2 separate regions of the Zea mays genome follow, and region 1 is linked to region 2. Evidence: chromatin contacts called from public Hi-C data. All regions are on one chromosome and are shown on one strand. The core of a region is the stretch at or near the end of the contact, and the rest is flanking DNA. Distances in the headings are between cores, read along the strand shown. Region 1 overlaps LOC100278924. Region 2 holds the start of LOC103647445 (glutamate receptor 2.9).

Evidence for each region. Hi-C and Micro-C count contacts between places; a contact is called where the count stands out from the background.
Region 1: a Hi-C map of leaf shows a contact between it and region 2, with 5 times the contacts expected there. The contact joins the enhancer-like site here to the promoter of LOC103647445 in region 2. A contact is called at or near these places in 2 of 25 Hi-C or Micro-C datasets (ear and leaf).

The regions. Positions count from the first base shown.
Region 1 is chr2:187,924,261-187,930,231 of Zm-B73-REFERENCE-NAM-5.0, reverse strand. It overlaps LOC100278924, which reads right to left. Exons shown (of 12, transcript NM_001279411.1): 11 at 5,922-5,971; 12 at 5,116-5,533. The coding sequence ends at 5,231. Among protein-coding and RNA genes, the nearest start is that of LOC100278924, 19 kb to the right of the region's middle. Within about 2 kb of position 4,696, at least 19 of the 20 cell types and tissues checked have an H3K27ac peak or open chromatin away from gene starts, as enhancers often do. A contact at or near this core is called in ear and leaf, where this site is marked.
Region 2 is chr2:187,694,516-187,700,779 of Zm-B73-REFERENCE-NAM-5.0, reverse strand. LOC103647445 (glutamate receptor 2.9) reads right to left here and starts at 4,332. Exons shown (of 4, transcript XM_008671986.4): 1 at 3,726-4,332; 2 at 501-1,795; 3 at 1-29. The coding sequence starts at 4,098.

The sequences.
Region 1 (5,971 bases), core at 3,447-5,946, 230 kb before region 2:
CGATCACGTGACCTACCACATATAAATACTATCAACAATTTTTGATAGAGCCCACACCTCAAAGTGAAGCACGAAAAAAATAACAATGCTAGTGAGGTCTTTTAATCACACAAATGCCCCAAGAGTATCCATATGGTTGGCTCATGATAAGCCATGGTTGAAGGAAGAAACCCTAGAACCCAGGCGCCAACATCACCAGCATACATAAACAAGAATTTTAGAGGAAGTATGCTAACATGGAGACCATCAAATGATCCACAGATTGCCTAGAGGTCAATAAAAGAGGAACACATTTCCTAAATAATTAGTGTCTTCAAGTGTATCCATGCACAATGAGGATGTTCCATGATTGGTACTTGTGTGCACCTTAGACCGATGTTAATAGCATAAGCACAAGATTCGAGGAGAAGGTATTTGGAGCACAGGGTGATAGAACAATTGCCTTCAAGTTTGATGACATGCAAACAATTTTTCATCTTGGTTGAATGAAAATTAATCTAATTCATGTGTGGGGCCTCTATGTACAATAAAGTTGTATTTATATTTCTTAGGGTTGTGTGTACATATGTTTATGTATTCACCTAAGACTTTATTTGAAACATCCAAGATAAGATGCAGAAAGTTAAAGGGACATGAGTTTGGGTTCCTCTACCCATAAAGAATAGCTCAAACCACCTTTGCATTTCGTGAACAAGTGGTCACTAGACAGTAAAGAGCTAGTCACTAGGAAACTAGTGACAAGAAAGAGACAATATGTCAGAGGGACATATGTGATGGGATGCTTGAGGTTGGCTTATACATTGTGCTAGAGTTCAAGAAATTTGAAGACAAAGGTCTCATTTACTGCCTCTACAACTTTGAGTACATTTGGATTTAACATGTACCTCAATCATGGTTACTAAATACTTATTGTGTTTCACACTAAAATAAATGTATTTGTATGCTCTGGTCAATGTAGCGTTCATTACATTTTGATATTCATTGATGTCAGGGAAGGTATAGCTTGGATCCTTGGTCCAGTATATAAGAACAAGAAAATCTACAAAGACTTATTAACTATTCTCAACATGTATATATATACAACTGAATCTTCCTTATTTAAAAGGTATTAATATATGGTTGCGAAGAACAACTTTGAATATTAATTTGGATTGTTTAATACACTCAAACAGGTCGTACAAGCACTATATTAATGTAATTGGAGGGAAACATAATCCTAAATGAAACCATGCATTATAATCAAAACATAATACATGGCAAATTTCTATATACTAATTAAGTTATTTTAGATGATATATGTTTCTGACCTAGTAGATTGTATGTTCATATATAATACACGATGCATCAATATATATGTAGTGTCATAATTAAGGAACGTAGTGGAAGTGGACAATATGGATGATATTATTATATCTGCGAGTATATGAAGGTAAAATGAAGATACCAGAGACATTATTCGACCAGGGGTAAGGAATTGTATATACTTTATTTCGTCGTATTAATTAGAAGATATATATACATGTATGTGTTATACACAAAAAAAATATTTTGGATTTTGTTTCATGCGTTATATTGGTGTAAGAAGTTAAGTATTGAGAACAAGAAACTGGAAGATGACAACATGTTGGAGCTCTGTCGATGAAATACACTCCAGTACACATGAACATCTATTTCCATATGACCCAAAGTCTGATAAAGTACTATTTATTGCGTATATATATGTGTGCACAGAAAGTCAGAAATCATAAATTGAGTTTAAGTTTTGACAAGGAAATTTTCACAAAATTAACGAAGAAGTTATATAGAGGCACTTGAAAACAACGGCATCTCCACAAATGGTTGCGGCAAAGACTGCTATGCAAGCAGTGCTTCTGTGCAAGCGTGCAAGCGAACCATCTAATTCATTAGATTACGATCCAACCGCAGATACAACCATGATTTGTTAGGGTTTTTTTATAAAGATTATTGAGCTGGTGGTGGAAGGGTTCAAGTGTTAAATGTGACTTACGGTTGGATCACGATCTAATGGATCAGATAGTTTGCTTCCACGCTTGCAAAGAAGGACTGCTTGCATAGCAGTCGTTGCCAACTTATATATAAAGGCAGTTCTAGAGCCCATCCGCCTGTACAAATCACTTTGTAAATAAAATTTCTAGAGGCAGTTTGACATCCGTCTCTCTATGAATCACCGATTTTATAGAAACGAAAAATTAGAGACGACTAGGTTACCTGCTTATGTAAGTCGCCTCTCGGCACATGAAATATGTAGTAGTGTTTTAAAAATCGAATGTGAAGTAATGATATAACGTTTTTAAGTACAGCATACCATCTCCATGCATCCTAAAATAGTTGATATTATCATCATTCGAGAAGTCAACTATTTTAAATTTTTTACCAAATATATATAAGAAAATGTTAATGTTTTTAGTATATAATTAGTATCATTTTGATAGATATCTTTAAATCTATTTTTTATAATAGATTCTAACGGAAGCGCGTCACTATTAGTATCGTTTTGCCTGGCCACGCACGCCTGTTGTGAATCGCAGACTGCTCTCAAAGTCAAAGGCAAGGGACATATGGTAACAACGAAACGGAACACACGTACTTTCTAGTGCTCCGACTCCGATCCACACGGCCGGGGCCGCATGCATGCAAGCATATACGGTCATGCATGTTTAGCAGAGCCCTATATACAGTAAATACTCTAGATTTACCTAAAATTTCTGAAGTTGACTAAAATTAGCGACCATATCACTAGTGAAAAATAAACCGTTCACAGATTCTATTCTCTTTATCGACTGTCCCGCTCCCGTCCCCTCACCGCATTGGGCTCCTCGCTTCCAGCGCCTCCCGCCTCCGTGCACTGGCCACTGGCCACTGGCCCCGACCGCAGCCACAGGCGGCATTAGTGTCGCCCATGGCGCTGGCGGTGGTCTGGCACTGGCACCGCCTCACCCACGCTCTAGCTGGTCTCGTCGTAGCACCGTCAGCGCCACCACCCCTCTCTCCGCTCCACCATGCCCTGCTGTGCGTTTGCTTGCATATATTTACTGGGTTTACATCGTGGGATACAATATGCTGTTGTTTGGCTGTTATTAATTAGACTCTACACATGTGAGGTGTGTGTTTAGTTGTCTATGTATAAATGTGGAGCTAGGCTTGCACGATATTCAAAACAACTTAGATCAGGCTCTGCAGGAAATTGATCGTATCTTCAGCAGATCCAGGTCACGCAGCAAGGCTAAGGAAAGAAGCCAACCAAACAGGCCCACGTGATTGGCTCCTGGGCCTCCTTGGCAGACAGGACCAGCTGATTTGCAGCTATCATGCACGTACGCACGCATGGCTAGCTTTGGCTGTGTTTGGTTCTCGAAGAATTTTTAGAATTCAGATAGTGTATACTCTGGTAGCATTATCTAATACTTGTAAACTGTTTGGATTCACAGCTAATACGTTGGATTTTGTGCTACCTAACCTAAGGAAGTCACGAGTCAGATAGTAACTTTTGTCTTTTTGTAATGATGCCCCTCGTTCGGTTATCTTCCATTAATGAGGACTTCTCGGATAGAGAGATGTTGATACAGATACTCATTAGAATCTAACGAAACCAAACGCTACCTTTCTCTGCACCGATCGAGGATTAGCTAGATCGGCGGCCGTCTCTCGGAAGTATTTAGGTTTTGTTATTATGAGTAGGGCATATATATATATATATATATATATATATATATATATATATATATATATATATATATATATATATATATATATATATATATATATATATATATATATATATATATATATATATATATATATATATATATATATATATATATTGTGTATATAGTGGAGAGACACCAATTTAGTTCTCTAAGCATAAGAGACAACTAAAAAAACTCTACTATACAATAGAGTATCTATAAATATATGCGCTTGTATAGCATCGGATCGATAGAACAAACGACGAATTCGTACAGTAGAAATTGAGACATCTGTTAATACTTGGGTTACAAAGACAGAGACATCTTCACATTTTTTTTTTGCAAAAACCCTCTTTAGACACATCAAAAATCTCTACATTAAATACCATTGTACGTGCCCTTACATAGATGAGAAGGAATGAACAAAGGTTTTGACATGCTACGAATTTAAACCTACTTGGCCACACAGAGATCGAAGGTGATTTATAGAGATTAAATCATCTTCTATTTAATTTTGAATTGGAAGACATTTAATCCCTTCAATCCTTCTCAATACTTACAAACCCTTAACCCCTTCGATCCTCGATCCACGTGGATTGAAATTAAGGCCCTTATTATTCCATGCTTTCAGGCAGCAATAATCACCCGGCCGCTGGCGGGCCACCCCGAGTACGAGCGCCAGGCGCCAGCCGTCACTGCCGGGTAGTGACACCGGTCCAACTAACACGGATGATGCAAAGCTGGACCGAGACACTCCTGGACAAGGGGGCAGAAGCACCCAGGCCTACCCAAGCTACCCACCCAGAAATCTCTCGACTTTCGAGCGTAACAGTGCCACACCCTGGCATGACACAACAGGGACCAAACTACCAAAGAGGCAAAGAGCCCTCCAATGGAAACCTACCGCTTCCCAGATGGGTAGATGCACTGCACATGCACCTCCCAGAAGGCAGATAATGCTAGCTATGGCCTGTGGCCTATGGCATGAGGCGTCCAAGCGGGGCCCCAACGGAGTGCTCGGGCCGTTCATCGACACATATCCACTGTCCTGCCAGTCCATACTGAAGGTTCACAGAAGATAAGAGCAACTGTGCACGGCAACAGGAGGATTCTGTATCCCAGTCCCAGCATCAGGCAGCAGCAATACACTGCGCACAGTACTACTGATCGGTGAACATCTTAGCATAGACCCAAATTAGTTACCAAGGGGATTACCAATTACTGATCGGAAAACGGCACCGTGAGTGAGAGCAGGGATGCCACATGCCACCAAACCGGTCAGGACTCAGGACCATCACTGCGCGGTGGGGCGCCTCAACCGAAGGCTGGGAGGAAATCTCCAGTCCACTGTCACTTTCGCTCTGTGCATCAGAAGACATCGTACGCAGCACGCAGCCACAGCAGGTCAGGATCAAAACCTTTTTTCGCATGCACCCCTTGTCCAACTGGAGGACCATTACATGACTAGTTTGCCCGGCAACACGACGCGGAGTTGCTATAAGCTGAGCAAAAGAAACACCAAACTAGCTGTGGTTGCAGGCCTCGGCGTCTGGTTTGGGTTTTGCTGCCCGGGAGATGCCTGCGTCGGGGACATCATCTGATCCTGACGAGTAGTCGCCGGTGAAGCTCCATAGTATGGCGAGGGAGAAAACGCCCAAGGGTCTTGAGCTGGATGTGTAGCTGCCTTCGTACATGTTACCACTCTTCACCACGATCACCATCTCGGACTTGTTTCTCAGGAGGAGGTCAATGACGTGCTCCACGGTGGTTGAAGTAGGTACGCACAGAGGTGGCCCTCTAGACATTGAAATAAGAGGTGCGTCCAGCTGGAAAAAAAAAGGAAAAATGAAGTCCAGATTCAAAAGAAACTCAAATTACTGGCATGATGTTTTTCAGTGGTGGAAAGCACTTCGAATCCCTTATTGTGCATCCCTACTCTTTTATTGTAGAGGAAGATGTAAAACATCAACCCCCCCCCTAATTAACCATAGTTCCAACATGTTTTCAGTTAAAGGACACTTGGTAAAAGGATTTAGTCTTGTTTTCTTTTTATTTGTAGACATAGGTAGCATGGCCAAAATCATTAAGAAACCGAGGTTGCAAAAAAGGAATCTGCCCCTGCCGCTGAAACCAGTGCCAACCGTTTCATTAGCTTTGTGTACAAGGATCGACCATGTGTTGCTGACGCTAATTGAAGGAGACAACGCAGCATACCTTGGTACAATCATCGCGGTGAACTATGCCAATGCATCCTCCCCAATCAT
Region 2 (6,264 bases), core at 3,083-5,582:
GTTATGTCACCTACTACCGCATCAAATTCCTGCCAGCAATTAACATAAAACTGGTTGATAGACTTTGGAAAAATATAAACCATTTTGCACAAAATAAACTGCAAATCATTTGGGGACAACAAGATGTTGCCAGTTGCAACTGATGTCGCTCATATTAAACAGGAAAGCCAGCTAAATACTACAAGTTCTACTTGCTATTTAAATAAAACGCTTAATAGTATTAGCGACGGTTCATTGATGTCATTCGACAACAATGATTACGTGCTGGATCTGACCCTTTTGCAATGGTTTACATCCGTAAGCTACCTTAGGCATTAACATTGTTAACAATATGTAGACAAATCACATCCTGTCAGTTCTGTACACTCATAAGAGCAACAAGGAGTCAAGGATAATAAATTGCCAAGTTCAGATCACTTTTAACCATGTAATAAATGCTGAACACCTCTGGTTTTACTGTAAGAAGGAACAAAATGCAAGAAAAATAGGTTCATGCATACCTTAAGATAAACTTTGTACACGAGTTCATCATAAGTCCCATTACTTTCTCCTTCTCCATTTCCAAACTCCACATAGTGCTTGGGAACTTTGTAAGTCAGATTACTGATAACTTCCTCAAATACATCAATGCAGAACCCCTTCGGGATACCATCTTCAGATCTTATAAAACTGCCAAACCCAGGTTTCACAGGTACTCCTACTTTGAGTTCTTTATTTGCTGGCAAAAGCCATCCTCTAGGTGTGTTTTCACTGCCTCCTGGCCATATGATAGTACTGATACCATCTTTCTTTTCTAGAATTTTGGACATGTTCAATCCTGGAGTCCAAACACCGACTGCTCTCTTCTCCCGACCAGCTATATTGATAATTTTGTAAGTTGTTGATACTAACTGGAACTGCATATCCTGAATGACAAATTGCCCACTAATGCCTGTGAAATTAACCTTCAAGAATGCACCACGAAATTTTTCAGCAGCCTTATAAGCACTTATTTTGTCGAAATCAGTGGACCCGTTGTTTGTTTCGGACAGCACAAAGTCTGAATTAACAAATCCGGCCTGCTCTGCTGCTAATGCTATTGCCCATACTGTATCATATGCATATAGACCAGACGTTATAGGCTCATTAATTGATGTACCAGGATTTTCCGACCTATATTTCTCACGCCATCTCCGTCTAAATTTGTTTAGTTTCACAGTTTCTGGAACATAAGGCTCGATCCCAACTACACCTTCCATCACTTCAAGTGCAGGATAACCAACTACATTGAAGATATCTGTCAGACCATATGCCGTAATCCAGACATAGCCCTGGCCCATCATTCCCTCATCCTTAGCAAGCTGGAAAAACTTAAGGGCTAACTGATATGACATGCGCACAACAAAGACACTTGTCCAATTTTCTTTTAGGCCTGATATAGCACGCTTTATCTCATCCTCTCCAGCTGAAGGATGGATCTTGCACCTGTACGGAACACGAGTATCAACATGTCCCAGGGCATCAACGAGGTCAGGGATGAACCTTGCGTTGGAATCATCGTCCTCGATGATAGGGATGACCTCCCTCCAATTGTAGTTCTGGACAAGTGAAGCAATAGCTTCAGCTTGGCAGGAGTCGTTCCATGCCGTCCTGATGAAATATGGGGTCTGGCTGGGTGAACGGGATGGGCTGTTTGCAGAAAAGGAAATGATTGGAACTGATGCCTTGTTCCCAAGCTCTGCAAGAAATTTAGCTTGAGTAGATGTCTGTGGCCCGACGATTGCTTGCACATGGACATTTTTCAGTAGATCAACACCTGCAGTGTTTCCCAAAGACGCGCAACATATGTCAGCTAGTAACCATTCATGAAACTGAAAAAGTTCGGTGCTATTCATTCATCCTACCGGGACATGCAAAATCAGTTTGAAACCTTCGAGCATTCTTAGACTAGGATGCGAAAGGGAAACTTCAGAAGGGAAAAAAAAGGTGTCCTTAAAGTACGAATCTATGTGTTTATCCAAAAAGAAAGCAAGGATGAGCAACGTTATAGAATGCATGTAGTGGGCTTGGGCATCGTAAGTTCGTAACTCTCACGGGGAGAACCATGGGAAACCCCAAATTTGTGTAATCCTACAAACCCAAATGTGGCCGCGGAGTAGAAGGATACCTTCTTAAAATGCCGAGAAAAAGCAAACGACGAGGGCGACAGGAGCGGATCGGTAGAGCCCCCGGCGGCGCGGGACGGGAGACAGAGAACCCTCCGCCGCCGGAAGCGTCGCCACCCGAAAAGTGCCGGTGCGGGAGCGGGATGTTGGCATGTTCCTACGGGCTCGAATTCCGTGTGCAGCCGCTTTGGGCTGAGTCAGGCTATCTCCATCAACGTCCTCTAAATTTTATCCTCTAAATAAATATTCTTTATACTTTACAGTACTCTCTAAATGATTCTGTACTCTATATTTTCTCCATCTCCAACAACATCCCCTAAATTCGATCATCTATATCTTAATACTCTCTAATGTACCAACTTAATTAATATAATTTATCGTTCGGGGCCAGCTTGTCTGACAATGTTGCGTGTCTTCAGGAGGAAGACGAGCGAGCGCTAGTGGGAGTGTGGGACCACCTCGATGTGGCAAGAAGAGAGAACTAGCATTTAGCGGATAGCAGAGAGCCGCTACCTTTGGGGTGTGCAAGTACGTCCTCTAAATTTATCGAAAAATTCAGCACTCTTTGTTGAATGAAGAGAGGAGGTCGTCGTCTGCTAAATTTAGCGGACAGAACCATTTAGCGGTCCTTGTTGGACACAGCTTAGTGTCGGGTTTCGTTAACGGCGGGCCGTCAGTCGGACCTGACACACCACAATGACTATTGGGCCTTCCTGGCTTGGGTCGACCCGACCACAACCGCGCGCGCGGATGTGCGGCCTTTCTACGAGCCCAGCATGCGAGTTTTCGTAAGCTCAATTCTAGTGTTAAAAGTATATTTGTTTTGGGACAAAGACTGTACAATATCTGCAGACGGTGCCAAAAAGGAATCGGTAAGCATCGCGCCCTCTCTATCGAGTATTCCTCGTCTTCATTCTTCTCCGGCCTCGCGTTCTCTGTCACCGGCCAGTAGCTCGATGAGGCTTGTTCTTGTCCGGCGAGGCCGCGAGCTGGGCCCCCACGCCGGTGGCCGATGTCTCATCCTTCTATGAGCATTGGGTGGTGGAGCCAGCTCGCACTCACTCCCCCCACACCGATCGCGGTGTCTCGTCCTCGACCACTCTATATACGCGGCTTGTCTTATTTAAAAATCTTCATAATTATTACTAATTTTACTGCGATGTCAGTTATTTTCAGATTGGTAGCTGGACACGTGTCGCCGAGAGAAGGTTACAACCGTCTGTAGAACTGTGTATAAAAATTGCTTGTCTAATAGTGCTATCCTAACATTTAGTTTGTTAGGGAATTGCTTTGCGATATATACCTTTCACGATCGTCACGTCGGGCGTTCAGAGTTCCTAACCACCAACAATGACCTCAACTCAAGATGGCTAGCTCTCGCAAGTCGTCGCTCCCTGCCCGCGCGCGGCCTAGGCCTAACCACCAACGGGGTACAAGAACCGTATAGTACAGCTAGCTGATAATGTGAGCTCTTCCCATGAGGCCATGAAGCCCGGACAAGCTGATTCGATTACATCGCAGTGTGGATTTATTTGCAAGTCTTAGTGCGGATGCTGAAATAAAGCAGGACATCGTACGTACCTGCGGACGCGGCGTCGACGGCGCTGGGCCCGGCCGGGGCGTCCCTGAGGTGCAGCCTGACCCGGGTGCTGTAGCCGGCGTCGTCGTCGTCGGCGTAGAAGTCCTGGAGGGCCAGCTCCATGCACGCCCAGCTGATGTTCCCTAGCCATGTCGTGCGGTCCAAGATCACACCCACGTCCACGTCCACGCGCCGCCTCTCTCCGGCGGCACCGGGTGTAGGGGCCGCCTGCTCGGCGCCGACGAGGCAGAGGAGGAGGAGGAGGAGGAGGAGGAGGAGAGCGAGAGGACGAGACGGGAGCGCCGCGGAACCAGACGAGCGCGCGCCCCCCGCTACGACCAGCAGCTGACCTGCAGCCGCCGCTCCCGCTATCATGGGGACAGTCACCTGAAGGAGAAACCGACTAGCTAGCTAGTAGTTTGCCCTGAGTAGCAGGCACGGACGCACGGTGCGGCGGTGCCTGCCTATGTACACTACTACAGGGCCAGATGCAGCAACATGCCGCGCCACGCCTCGACGATCTCAGCTTCCGTTTCTCACAAGCTAAGCTAGCACACGGAGACTGAGTGACGCGCTCAACGGTACGGCAGATGCGCATCGCGCCAGCCAGCGTCGCGGTCACCCCCGCGCGCGCGCTTATTAAAACCGCGTGGCGCCGCTGCACATTTGCCGCGAAATTCTACATCGGCGTCGCCCGTGCCGCGGAGGTGGAGCCGAGGCTAAGGACCGGATGGGATCTTCTGTACTGTACACATGTCCATGGCTGAAGCCTGAAGCTGCAGAGCGATTGGTACTTCGGCCGGCGACGCAACGCGAGCCCCCGCGTACTTTCGTGTCGGCACGGCAGGACCGCGACGACGACCAGTCCGCGGCTAGGGCGAGAAAACTTCAAGCGGGCCGTGGCTAGCTGTGGCGCCGTGGGAGGCGCGAGGAGCCGTCTAGTCACACGCTTTGGTGCGGTCAATGCCTTGGGCACAGCAGCTTCTGGAGGCTGAATTCCACAACTCCAGTCTGGCGTTGCTTCACGTCCCGTCCCGGCCACTGGAACGGGTCAAGCTGGATGGAATTTTCTTCAGCGGCTGGCGAGATCGATCTCGTGCGAATTTAGGAGAATGGACATAAGTTAGTTGCAAAGCCAGAACATACTTGATAGCGACCGTCATCCAGGCATTATACAGCATGGAGTCTATTATATATATATATATATATATATATATATATATATATATATATATATATATATATATATATATATATATATATATATATATATTGGATATTATTATTATTAGTTCGGATTATGTCTGGAGAATAAAGGATTCTGTGCAAGTGTGCGACGCGACGACGACCTTAGCTGCTGGAGTCGTCGGAGGTGGTAGGCTGCCTGGCTGGCACCGGCAGCGACAGCCCAGGGCTTCCATTAGTACCGGAAAGCCCCACTAATTTGCTGATCCGGGCAACGCGCAGTTTTTCTAGGCTGGTCGGACCAAAGCGTAAATCATTCACAAACGAAGTATAACGAGTTTGTCTTTTAGCGTAAACAGGATACGCGAGAAAATCGCAAACGATAAATGGTAGTTTTCGATAATATTGCATGGCATACAGGTCAGCGGAAACTCGATCCATAAATATGTAGAGAAAATTGTGTAACTTGTTTCATTTAGTAAAGTAAATACAAAAATTGTTTCAACAAACCGAGATAAAACCGGCCCGGTTGTAGTCACGTTTCCGAGAATATCTCTGTGCATGCATGAACAAACTAAATATACCGCAAATGACCACAAAAAATTACGTAAACATGACTAGACGAAATTGGACATCACGGTGCATATAAGAAAGGGTACTGACGGCGTCTCTTCATAGTTGACCCATGGCTGACGGCGGAGAACAAGATATAGGAGATGTTTCTTCTGCAACATGGCGCAGTGCTGCATCAGGTGCATTAAAAATTGACGAGTTCTATCGGTTTGTAAATACATAGTAAAATATGTTGGCCGGCTGTAGACTCATGCGGTGGTTTACCAGCAGCGCATACACTTAAGACGCTGGGAGGAGCTCATGCATCACCCAGCCTAACACTTGAATCTCCGAACAGTACTGCGAGTCCACGGAAAAATATTGTAACACCACCTGCAGAATTACGAGCGCCGGGGGTCAATGATGACAATACAATGGAAATTGATGACAATACAATGGAAATTGTAACAATGGGAGCAGCAAATCAAATGGTGTCTATGAGGACCATTAGTGATCATGAACAAGATACACCTAATATCCTACGGAGCCATGTAAGTTGTTTATCTTTGATTATGTCTATTCTACAATTTAATCAAACTTATGCATTATGACATTAAGAGTATAACTAATATTATATTTATTGGATTTATGATTATGTTAATGCACAGCCTGAAAGTACTGATCCAAGCATGGTGCCTAGGACCGGTATGACATTTGGAAATGTCAATGAGGCATACAATTTTTATAGTCATTATGCATATGAGGTTGGTTTTCCACTTAAAAAGTATAGGGAGAGGAAGAACT